Regions from separate parts of the Arabidopsis thaliana genome. Here region 2 is linked to region 1. The links are chromatin contacts, called in public capture Hi-C maps. All regions are on one chromosome and are shown on one strand. The core of a region is the stretch at or near the end of the contact, and the rest is flanking DNA. Distances in the headings are between cores, read along the strand shown.

Region 1 (5,982 bases), core at 2,048-4,547:
GGGAGAAAGTGTTGCAGAGTCGTCTTCTCTTGATAGAAGAGGAGAGAACACTGTGGTGGCTTGAAAGTAGTTGGTTTTCTTCTCATCTGTTTAACCAATGAGAATTTCTGCCTCTTCTTTCTCTCGAGTTCATGGAACTGTCAGATTCAATGAGAGTTATACTATACATCAAGGCAAATCAGGATTGATGAAGAAAAGCTGGAGGAGAAGTTGTGTTTAGTTTTTCTGTTGTGTTTTTTTTTTTTTGGTAACTTGTAGTCTTTTAAGTACTGCCTTTTTTCAAGATTATGTTAAATTATTTGTAGAAGGGTTTACAGAAGAAAGGTAGTTCTTTTGCCAGATATGAAGTTGTCGAATGGTGATACCATTTGATCTCTTACAGTCGAATTATGACTCTCTGATTATATAAATTAGGAAGAAATTTCATAAGAGATGGAGTTTTCTGTGCCACTTAGATCTTACCTCTTTTTTTCCGGTCAAAGTCACCATTTTATTAAGTTATCGGCCTGAAGTTTCAAAAGTTTTTTAGTGTTAAACTTCTACTACAAATGTAAGCCACTCTGGTAGATTATGTAGAATGGATATTAACTCAAACAATCTAAGACAAAGCTAAAATTTATCTTCGAAGACGTGATGAGACACTCCATGGTCCAAAGCAAGGTAACCAATTCGGCTTGAAGAGGGGATAACCCCGGACGGGAGCTTCTTAATCCTATAAAGAGAGGTGTCTCTCCATCCATGACAATCTACCCATGTTCACTAAAGGGGTCGGTTAGACGCCATGAGCCATCAATTTGGCATTCCGGTTGGGTAGTTCAAAGTTTGTAGTGTGATGGGGTGGCTCCAGGTTTACGTAAAGGGCGTCATCTTTCCTATTTACCACATGCAATGCAGTCACCTCTTGAGTGGCATGCTCTAGTGTTTTATGATGATTCTCCCGAGTATTCTCGTAAATAAATCTATTCTGAATCTTAGGTATCTATGAGAAATAAAACTATCTTCCTCTGCATTCATCATCACCTTTGCTCTCCAAAAAAAAAGCGAAGTTAGAGAAGAGTGAATGACTAGGGAAGGAAGAAGGCGACAATGAGAATGACGATAGAACCCAAGTTGTAAGCGCCGATGAACATTCAAAGAGACGGTGATTAATCGTTTCCTACTCAACACCACATCTAGGCAGTTTTTATCTTTACCTTATAAGTTATCAAGTCGAAGATAACGATGTCTGAGCATCTTTATTTCCAAAAAGGGTAGGAAAGTCATTTCTCTATTAAAGTAAATGAATTTCTGAAAAATTATTCCTAATGTTTTTATTTGTAAAAAAACTACACACTTTTTTAATTATACAAATAATGGATTGGCCGAATTTTCCACCCTATACTATTAACAATCTCAACATTCTCAACATTCTCCTCTAAACTTTTGATCCTTTGAAATATCACCATAAACAAATAAATTCTCAAAATACATACATATACTTTTGGATTCATGTGAAATACTACGCCTCCAATTGAACCAGTGATTAAACCGGAGTTAACCATAAATTCGTGTTTACTGTACCGCGATTGCGATTACCCCGAATAATCACCCATGACCCGAGAAAAAGACGACGTCGTTTTCTCATTTCTTTAATTAATCGAAACGTAAGTCTCTATCACCACCTCTGTCATCTCTTTCATCGGAATCGTCGTAATCTCCCTTGTCGTCTCCCTCATTCTTAACCACACTATCATCGTCCCCCGAACTTCTGTTTTCACCACCAACATTTTCACTCTCGACATCACTCCCCAGATATTCGTACTCGAGATCATCTGGGTCACTCTCATACACTAACCCTTCATCGAAAGACATTGAATAAAGACCCAGCACACCCAAATTAGAATCGAGAACCCAAAACCCCCAAAATTCGGCCAACCTTACAAATAATACTTCAAGTTTTAAATATCGTTTTTAAGATTGTCACTTTACAAACATAATTTATCTTTATTCCTTAGTTATTTTTGATATTTTATTAACAGATGGACTTTTCAAAGAAACAAAAAATTTATGAAGTTTTTTCTATTTTGGAAAATTTTCTACTCCCTCCGTCCTACTAAGATAATATTTTTAAAAAATTTCACATTCTTTAAAAAATATTGTATAATGACAATTTTAACCTCTTAATAAACTTTAAAAATAATAATAAATATTTAGCTAATTATTTAATAAAGGTAAAACAGGTAAATAGTTTTAAAATTTGCATTGAAAATATAAAACTTCTATCTTTGTGGGACAAATATTTTTTCTAGAAAATTTATCTTTGTGGGACAAAGGGAGCATAAGTTATCTAACAAATATGTTATTTTCTTTTAGGAATTTTGTGCAAAAAAAACCCGTTCAAAATCACCTATTTTTTTTCAAATTTACCTTCAACGTCCAATAAATGCAAAATAATCATATAAATTCATAAATAATATGCAATATAACCTATTTATGAAACTTTACATATATTGTAAACGTTTTTATGGTCACATATACTTGTTTTTGAAAATTTTAAAGATATAGTTGAACTCTTCATCTCGAAAGCTACGATTTGATATATTATTTATCAAAATTTAAAAATTTTACAATAGCAAAAAAGTTATATTGCGTACTATTTTTAACTTTATATAATTATTTTATAGTTTTTAGATATAAATTGTAAAATTGCAAAAATAGATGATTTTGTGGATTTTTTTTTCAGAAAAATCTTCTTTTAATATCTCTGTTTTTCTACTCATCTAATTTCGTTAAAAATGTAGTATTAATCACTACAATTTTCCATTTGTTCTTTTGTAAGGAAAAACAAAAAAACAAAAAAAAAAAAAAAATCGAATTTTTAAAAAATTATTACCTAAAGTCGAAAGTGTCTAGATGATCAGTGGTTGTTCAACAAATTGACCTTGACAATTCTCCTTTTCATTAAACATTTTCTTACAAACGTACTCAAGTTCTTAAACAAAAGTAGTCCTAAAAAAAGATATACATCCACTTGTGTAAGAATCAATACTTTTGTTTTCTTCCTCGTAGTTAAGTAATTTACATGTATTTGCAAAATCGATCCCCAAAGTTTGATATTACTCACACTTTGTAACCAAGAAACAACAATACTAATGAGACACACGAGATTATTATGCACTGGGTTCTCTGGGTCCCACTGCTTCTGCTTTTGTCGGCTTGCGTTTTGTGGGTGGAGAATATATGTCATGAGAAACGTATCATCTAACCGTTAGATCAACGACGTCTACATATCTTTCAATACACCGCGTAACACTGAAACAAAACCTCTCTTCCCCACTTTCTTCTTCTTCTTCTTTCTCCATAGTCATTTCTAAGTCCAACCATCTGATTCTTCGACATGACCTTTTGTTCTTCTTCTCTTTTCTCTCTCTCTTAAACCCAATTTGAGATTGTTCGATTTCGATCTACGAGATTCTTACAAGAACATAAGCAGCTTCGGTTTTTTGGGATTATCTTATTTGGTCGGATGATGATCTTCTCGATGTCTGTGCTAGGTAAATTCTTTATTTTATTTTGTTTTTGAAGTTGTATTAAATTCTTTAATTTAGTATTAAATGTTGAATCTTTATGCGAATCTTGTTACTGGGTCGTCTCTTAACTCCGTAGTAAATGGAACAAATTTGCCGACTTTTTATGTAATTTGGTTATAAGATTTTAGCAAATGCTTTAATTTTGGGGTTTTGTTTGTTTCAAAGTAAAGTACTTGAGTCTAAAGATCGTTGGTGAAGCATAGGACTAATCAATTTTGAGTCTTTACTAAGATTGTAATTGATATAGAAATTTCCCAAAAGTGGAGACTTTTAGTGGTTATTCTGCAACATTTTATTCCTAATTGTTGTTTCTGTGGAATTTAGTGTGAATTCACTGTAATGATTTGGTTTTTGTTTGTTTTGATTTCTCCTTCAGGCTTTGGGAATTAGATATATTTGGGGTTAAGCTCGAGTCTCTCCGGTTTTGAGTTTACTTGAGTTTGTTAGTATTTATGGCTGAGGTGGGAAAAGTTCTGGCTAGTGATATGGAGTTAGACCATTCAAATGAGACTAAAGCAGTGGATGATGTTGTTGCCACTACTGATAAAGCGGAGGTCATACCAGTGGCTGTAACTAGAACTGAAACCGTTGTTGAAAGTTTGGAATCTACTGACTGTAAGGAGCTTGAAAAACTTGTTCCACATACGGTAGCTTCGCAGTCGGAAGTAGATGTTGCTTCCCCGGTATCCGAGAAAGCACCGAAGGTTTCTGAAAGTAGCGGTGCATTATCTTTGCAGTCTGGTTCGGAAGGGAATAGTCCTTTTATTCGTGAGAAGGTTATGGAAGACGGATACAACTGGCGGAAATATGGACAGAAACTTGTGAAAGGAAATGAGTTTGTAAGGAGCTATTACAGGTGCACTCACCCTAACTGCAAAGCGAAAAAACAGTTGGAACGGTCTGCGGGTGGACAAGTCGTGGATACCGTTTACTTTGGGGAACATGATCACCCAAAGCCTCTTGCTGGTGCTGTTCCTATCAATCAGGATAAGCGAAGTGATGTCTTCACAGCTGTTAGTAAAGGTGAACAAAGAATAGATATAGTTTCTCTAATTTATAAGCTGTGCATTGTTTCTTATGATATCATGTTTGTAGAGAAAACATCTGGATCCAGTGTTCAGACACTTCGTCAAACCGAACCACCAAAGATCCATGGAGGATTACATGTTTCAGTTATTCCACCAGCTGATGATGTGAAAACTGATATTTCACAATCAAGTAGGATAACGGGGGACAACACTCACAAGGATTATAATAGTCCTACCGCAAAGCGAAGGTATTGATGATTGATATGTCGGTTTGTTTTTCATGGTTCTGGAGGAAGACTTCACCATTGGTGTTCCTTGTTTTTTCTTCTTATGTTGATGTCACTAAATCAGGAAGAAAGGAGGGAACATTGAGCTGAGTCCAGTGGAGAGGTCAACCAATGATTCACGCATTGTGGTTCACACTCAGACTCTGTTTGATATTGTGAATGATGGGTACCGATGGCGTAAATATGGTCAGAAATCAGTAAAAGGCAGCCCATATCCAAGGTAGTGACTGCTTACATGTTTGAAATATAATGTCAAACTTTTGGTTTCATTCTTCGCTGCTCACGTTCTTTCTCCATTTGATGTTTTATGTATTAGGAGCTACTATAGATGTTCAAGCCCTGGATGCCCCGTCAAGAAACACGTAGAGAGGTCATCTCATGACACAAAGTTGCTTATAACAACTTACGAGGGAAAACACGACCACGATATGCCTCCAGGAAGAGTTGTTACTCATAATAACATGCTGGACTCGGAAGTTGATGATAAAGAAGGAGATGCCAACAAGACTCCACAGAGCTCAACTCTTCAATCCATTACAAAAGACCAGCATGTCGAAGATCACTTAAGAAAGAAAACGAAGACTAATGGCTTTGAGAAAAGTCTTGATCAAGGTCCAGTTTTGGATGAGAAGCTGAAGGAGGAAATAAAAGAGAGATCAGATGCAAACAAAGATCACGCAGCCAATCACGCCAAGCCGGAAGCAAAGTCAGATGATAAAACCACTGTTTGTCAAGAGAAGGCAGTAGGAACCCTGGAGAGCGAGGAACAAAAACCCAAGACAGAGCCTGCCCAAAGCTAAGCATTCAGTGTTGTACCGAGTGGTAATTTATATGGCTGTTTTAACATAGATTAGTACAGGCGATATGGTTATAGACTGTACAGTTGTTGTTCAGGCGGGACCAGATTTAGATTAGTGTTTAATGGAATAGTATGCTTTAATACCTTTATGTAACCACTTCCATTTGGTTCAAATAAGAGTTACAGGAAGAGAAGGTAACACAACAAGAGCCCTTCTTTGTTGATGGAGCCTGTGTAATAGTTGTAGCATGGGGATGTATATGATTTGATTCAACCTTATTAATGGTTATGAGACAAAA
Region 2 (5,982 bases), core at 1,374-3,873, 83 kb after region 1:
CAGACAAAAATCTATGAAATCTTTGATCCAACGGTTAGGATCCAATGGATGGTGGGAGCAACGACATATCCTTCTTTGCAAATTAATGCGAACTTTTTTTTTTCCTCTTTAATTTATTAGGGATCAAAATTGTATATTTTTCATAATACAATAAATCACATTTCTAAATTTCTGACCAACTTCAATCTTTCCAGATTTTGTTTTCCTTTTTTGGTGTAAAGTAATTAATATATTACTCTCCCCAAATCCTTAAGATTTCATTTCACTTTCACCTAGGGTTTTGCTAAGCTTGGTGCCGAAGTAAATATGAGAATTGATCTTTCTGTTCCAAAGGTGGGGGCAGAGTTAGAACTCAACAAGGTTCTCGGAAAAGGTTCGTCTGGTTCGGTGAGTCTCATCAAGTACAAGAGTCGACTCGACGGCCAAACACTTTACGCCGCGGTGAAAACCTCCAACATAATTCACGCCGACTCTCTCCTCAAAGAGTTTCAGATCTTGTCCGAATTCAAAGGCTGTTCGAGAATCGTCCAATGCTATGGGACAAAAGTACAAGAGACAATCAACGAAGAAGGTGACGTAGAGTTCACGATTCCCATGGAATATGCATCTGGAGGAAGCTTGAGACATTTTATGAGTAGATTCAAGGACATGAAATTGCCTGATGCTTTGATCAGAAGGTTTACGCGTATGATCCTCGAGGGTTTAGCAGTTATTCATGGACACGGTTATGTTCACTGCGATCTAAAACCCGAAAACATCCTTGTTTTCCCGAGTTTCGAGTTAAAGATTTCTGATTTCGGGTTGTCTAAAAGAGAAGGAGATAGTAAATGGTGGCTTCCTAGTCATCCGTTTGCGGGAACACCGGTATATATGTCGCCTGAATCGATTTCTAACGGCGAAACAAGGAGAGGTTTGGATTTATGGTCATTAGGATGTGTGGTGTTGGAGATGTACACTGGAAAGAGACCATGGTGGGATAAGAACTATGACTTGGGAGATCTTAAGAAAGGTTCCATGCCATTGATTTCGAAAGATATTCCTTGTGATGCAAAACTCTTTGTGATGACTTGCTTCGCGTCGGAGACTAACAAGAGAAAAAACGCTTTCACATTGTTGAGGCATTGCTTCTTGCGTGGGGATGTTAATAAGATCATAGAGCCTCTCGTGAAGAGTAAGAATTCTAATGATATAGCACTAGAGTTGGAGAATATTGAACACAGGCTTTCGCAACTTAGGTGTATTAGTGGTGGATAGACTTACATTCTTAGCTCAAAATGCTTTCAGCTAACTTTATATAAAAAAATGCAATTGTTCATTGTTCGAAATGTTGAACTTAATCGATTTTAGCTGCATTTATTTTACACAAAATCTGTCAACTACTCATTAAAATTGTTTATGTATGGTCCAGGTAAATCTAATATTCGCTCAGCTTATATGAACCTGTCATGTGATTTTGACTCTTGCCAATAAATAAAAAAAATCAAGTCCCAAGAAACATCATTAAGTGCCAAATTCACATCAAACGTCAATATTACACAATCACGAGTTTACAAAGCAGAGAGATTATGAAGCAAATACATAAGATAATTACTTTCCGGGGACAAAGTTAGTAGCGTAAGACCAGGCGTTGTTAGCCACAGGATCAGCCAAATGATCAAATAAGTTCTCAATGGGACCTTTACCAGTAACAATGGCTTGGACAAAGAATCCAAACATAGAGAACATGGCAAGACGACCGTTCTTGAGCTCCTTCACCTTCAGCTCAGAGAAAGCCTCTGGATCCTCAGCCAAGTTCAATGGGTCGAACGCACCTCCGGGATAAAGCGGGTCAAGTCCTTCTCCGAGTGGTCCACCTCCGATTCTGTAGCCTTCAATGAACCCCATGAGCACAACTTGAACAGCCCAGATGGCTAAGATGCTTTGCGCGTGGATCAAGTTAGGGTTTCCGAGGTAATCAAGACCTCCTTCTGAGAAAATCTGAGAGCCTGCCTTGAACCACACGGCTTCTCCGAATTTAACACCGTTCTTGGAGAGAATTTCAGGGAATGTGCATCCGAGAGCACCCAACATAGCCCATCTGCTGTGGATTACTTCAAGCTCACGGTTCTTAGCGAATGTCTCCGGGTCAGCCGAGAGTCCAGCGGTGTCCCAGCCGTAGTCTCCGGGGTATTCTCCAGTTAAGTAAGACGGTGTGTTCTCCGAGAATGGTCCCAAGTACTTGGGACGGTCTGGTCCATACCTGTTACAAAATTATATTGCATTTGGTGATTAGACAGATCTAAACAACTAAGGATTACTTAAGACATATAAGAGGGAGAGAGGATAAATTTGGTACCAGATGCTTTGGGGAGTAGACTTGACGGTACGACGCATGGTCACACGGCCACCGCCCAAGACGCCCACCTTTTGGATGAGGTCGCTGGAGGGCTTGAGAGCCGTTTGGCCGGCGAAGGAGGATTGTTGGATAGCTGATGTGGCCATAATCGTAATCTTTGTTTAACTACAATGAAAGGAAAGGATTGAAGAGAGAGTGTGAGTTATGATGGGATGGTGAAACCAATTGGGTTTTATAACAGAGTGATTTTCATGTTAGGGGATTATCAAATGTACACGTCAGAGGGTTCTGATTCGTTGAAAGAGTTTAGTTTAGATTTCATTGGTCCTATGAGGAGATTGGTAATGGTTGTGGTGGTGCCATCTGGCAATGGAAGATCTTGTGCTTCAGTGAGAGGATAGTGTTTAACACTTATTTTATTGGATTGTTTTTTGGCTATTCTTTGTGATGATATATCAATAATCCTATCTTCGATTGCGTTTCTTTATCTTTTATCTTAAACCGTGATGACTACTCGACCAGACCGGTTTGAACATAAAATTTCAAACCGTGGGTTTTAAAACTTTAATTACAAAACAAAAATGCATGTATTATGGATTGGTTTAAATTAAACTATACGATGATATGTACTGGAGGATCCAGAGGTCTATGATTCTTAGTTGCTATTAGAGATGCTTTGTTTCTTCACTACATATTATTTCTTGCATGATTCGCTATGTCACACTAAATCATATATTAAAAGCCAACACTTACCAGATCAAGAAGTCAAACTGCAAGTAAATAGAAAAACACACTTTATTTACAGAGGAGGAAAAATATATTTCACAGAACATTACCTAACTTAAGTAATTTTCCTTGGCTATGGCTCTTACAAGAGTCACATAATGGTAGAGAAAGATTACATTTGCTACAAATTCGAACCTTGTTTCTTACAGAGTTTTTATATATATGGGCCTCCCAAATTAGGCTTAGGTCATGAGCCATTACAATGCAAACACAGTTACAAAATTGAGAAACCCAAACGTATAAGTCATTTAGTCAGATCGCTACTATTTATATATAAAATATTACAAGAGTTCATAAAATAAACCAATAATTTTAATGGTTCGTCAAATAAACTAAATATTGCAATGGTTCAATTAAACGGTTGTAATAGTTTTTTTTAATTTTAATTTTAAGTAATTAAAATTTTAAAAATATATATGAAAAATTATACCAAGAGGTGCGATCGTATATATTAAATATATCAAAAATTGTAATGGTTCATCAAATAAATTAAAAATTACAACGACTCATTAAACAAAACAAAAATTGCAATAATTTATAATAAACTAAATATTGCAATAGTTCAACTAAATAGTTGCAACTTGCGAATGATTATGAGGTGATACAATAAAAAAAAAAACCGTAGAAATTTTTTATTCAGATTGCAGTTTTCTGAAAATGACAAACGACAAATATATATATTTTAGTTTAAAAAGATTGTTTAAAAGATTGTAACAAATAAAACACAATTGCAACAAACATTTATTAAAATTATTATTATTAGGTCATGTTTGTTTGATCATTTGGAATTTGTATCCAAATGATCCATCCAAATAATCCATTTGGATGATTCATCTTAATGATGTTTGTTTGATCATTTGCTAGTTCATCTAAATGCATCATTTAGATGGAGCTTTGTTTGTTTGATCATTTGGATGGATAATTCACATTCTCATCAATATATAAATGACTAAAATGCCTTATGTTAAGTAACAAATAATCTATAGCTACATTCTCATATTAATCAAAGTAGAGTTTGAAAAAGAGAGTTTGGCTTTGATCTTCAAATTTTTTCGTTGTTGATCATTCCCATTTTCAAACTTCAATTTCAGATTACTAAACCTGTAAAGAAAAAAACACATTGGCATTAGATTATGAAGCAAAAAAGATACTTTGTTAGATCTTAAATTGTGCTAATGTCAGTAAGTAATGTTCCTCTATGAATCATCACCAATTCTCCAATAAGAGCAAGCATGCATATTGGCTAGTACTACCTAACGATTCAACCATGACACATTCTCAAAAGTGATTCAATCATGACACAAAATATGAAACAGAAACCAGAGTATGGTCTTACCAAAATATATCAAGTAACCATCCATATTGGCTATTACTTAACCTCAATGAATCTTAACTCCAAAACTCGATTTCTCATTTACTAAATAGCGTCTTAACTCCAATTTCAAAGCTAATGTCAGGAAAGAAACAAACAAACTTCATCGATTTCCTTTACTCTATAGTCTATACCATTACTCAATACCATTACTATTACTCTATACCATTACTAAACCAAAACACTAAAGCAAACTCATGTTAAAGACTTTTGACAAAAGACACAATCATTATGATAAACCAAGCTTAGAGACCAACCAATACTCACGTGTTTCTTAAACTGTTTTCCATTTTAACAATTATGACAAACCAAGCTTAGAGACCAGCCAAAAGTAGAGGTCACAGGATAACAGAGAGCTTCTTAAATCAAACTATCATTGACAATAAAGATAGTAGACAAAGCTTCTTAAACTCATTCACTTAACAGTTACATATCATCACCAGTTAAACTCCTTAAAACAATAACACACTAAACAATTCATAAACGAAAGACACAAAGTAAACACAAAGTTCAATGTCAACAAATTCATAGCAAAAAACGTGTAGATCAAAAGAATATATGATGATGACTTACAGTGATTCTTCTTTCAATCCTTAAATCTATATGCTCAAATAGCCAAATCTAGATCCTAGCTTTCTGCATCAAAACACACAAAAGACCTATAATCAAAGCAACACAACTAAAGCTAATAGAATAATCAAAGCAACACAAATCAATATAAGCAAAACAAAGCCGTAAACTATAGCTAAGCGAAGAATCAAAAGCAACACAAAGCAACACAAAGCAATATAAGGAACACAAAGCCGTAAACTAAAGCTAATCGAAGAATCAAAAGCAACACAAAGCAACCAAAGCAACACAAAGCCGTAAACTAAAGCTAATCGAAGAATCAAAAGCAACACAAAGCAAGCAAAGCAACACAAAGCCGTAAACTAAAGCTAATCGAAGAATCAAAGTAACAATGAATTCAAAAAACAAAGTAAAGCAAACCCACAATTAAGCAATGTAACCACGGTGGATCAAACCCAAGAACAAGTGATTGCAACAAGGATACAAAGAGAAACAACGAGAGAGACATGGAGCGAGAGAGAGGAAGAGAGAAAGAGAGAGAGAGAGAGAGAGAGAGAGAGAGAGAGAGAGAGAGAGAGAGAGAGAGAGAGAGAGAGAGAGAGAGAGAGAGAGAGAGAGAGAGAGAGAGAGAGAGAGAGAGAGAGAGAGAGAGAGAGAGAGAGAGAGAGAGAGAGAGAGAGAGAGAGAGAGAGAGAGAGAGAGCAACACAAACCTGTTACACTCCGGCGATGGATCCGACGAGATCTCCGGCGACGGCGAGATCACATTGACCTTGACGACTATGAATCTCGTTTTTTCTGTTTTGTGTCGAGGAGAAGCTGAAGAAGAGATGTGGTTTTTGGTGTAATTCCATATACAGTAGAAACTCTATAAATTAATAATGCTACGACCATGAAATTTTATTAATTTATAGTGATAT

The links. Capture Hi-C pulls out chosen DNA fragments and counts their contacts.
Region 2: a contact with region 1 is called in a capture Hi-C map of root, with 3 times the contacts expected there. The contact joins the promoter of LHCB2.2 here to the promoter of ZAP1 in region 1. A contact is called at or near these places in 2 of 26 Hi-C or Micro-C datasets (root and shoot), 1 of 2 datasets of contacts at active chromatin or transcription factors (shoot) and 2 of 3 other capture datasets (root and shoot).

The regions. Positions count from the first base shown.
Region 1 is chr2:1,714,536-1,720,517 of TAIR10.1, forward strand. ZAP1 (zinc-dependent activator protein-1) reads left to right here and starts at 3,298. Exons shown (of 5, transcript NM_179605.3): 1 at 3,298-3,533; 2 at 3,946-4,592; 3 at 4,665-4,845; 4 at 4,949-5,104; 5 at 5,201-5,982. The coding sequence starts at 4,022. The coding sequence ends at 5,684. It overlaps AT2G04865 (Aminotransferase-like, plant mobile domain family protein), which reads left to right. Exons shown (of 6, transcript NM_147246.3): 6 at 1-472. The coding sequence ends at 64. AT2G04870 reads right to left here and starts at 1,851. Exons shown (of 1, transcript NM_126519.1): 1 at 1,633-1,851. The coding sequence starts at 1,851. The coding sequence ends at 1,633. It overlaps SCL21 (SCARECROW-like 21), which reads right to left. Exons shown (of 2, transcript NM_126521.3): 2 at 5,826-5,982.
Region 2 is chr2:1,797,849-1,803,830 of TAIR10.1, forward strand. It overlaps LHCB2.2 (photosystem II light harvesting complex protein 2.2), which reads right to left and starts at 2,624. Exons shown (of 2, transcript NM_126537.4): 1 at 2,336-2,624; 2 at 1,386-2,239. The coding sequence starts at 2,481. The coding sequence ends at 1,588. AT2G05060 (Protein kinase superfamily protein) reads left to right here and starts at 307. Exons shown (of 1, transcript NM_126536.1): 1 at 307-1,254. The coding sequence starts at 307. The coding sequence ends at 1,254.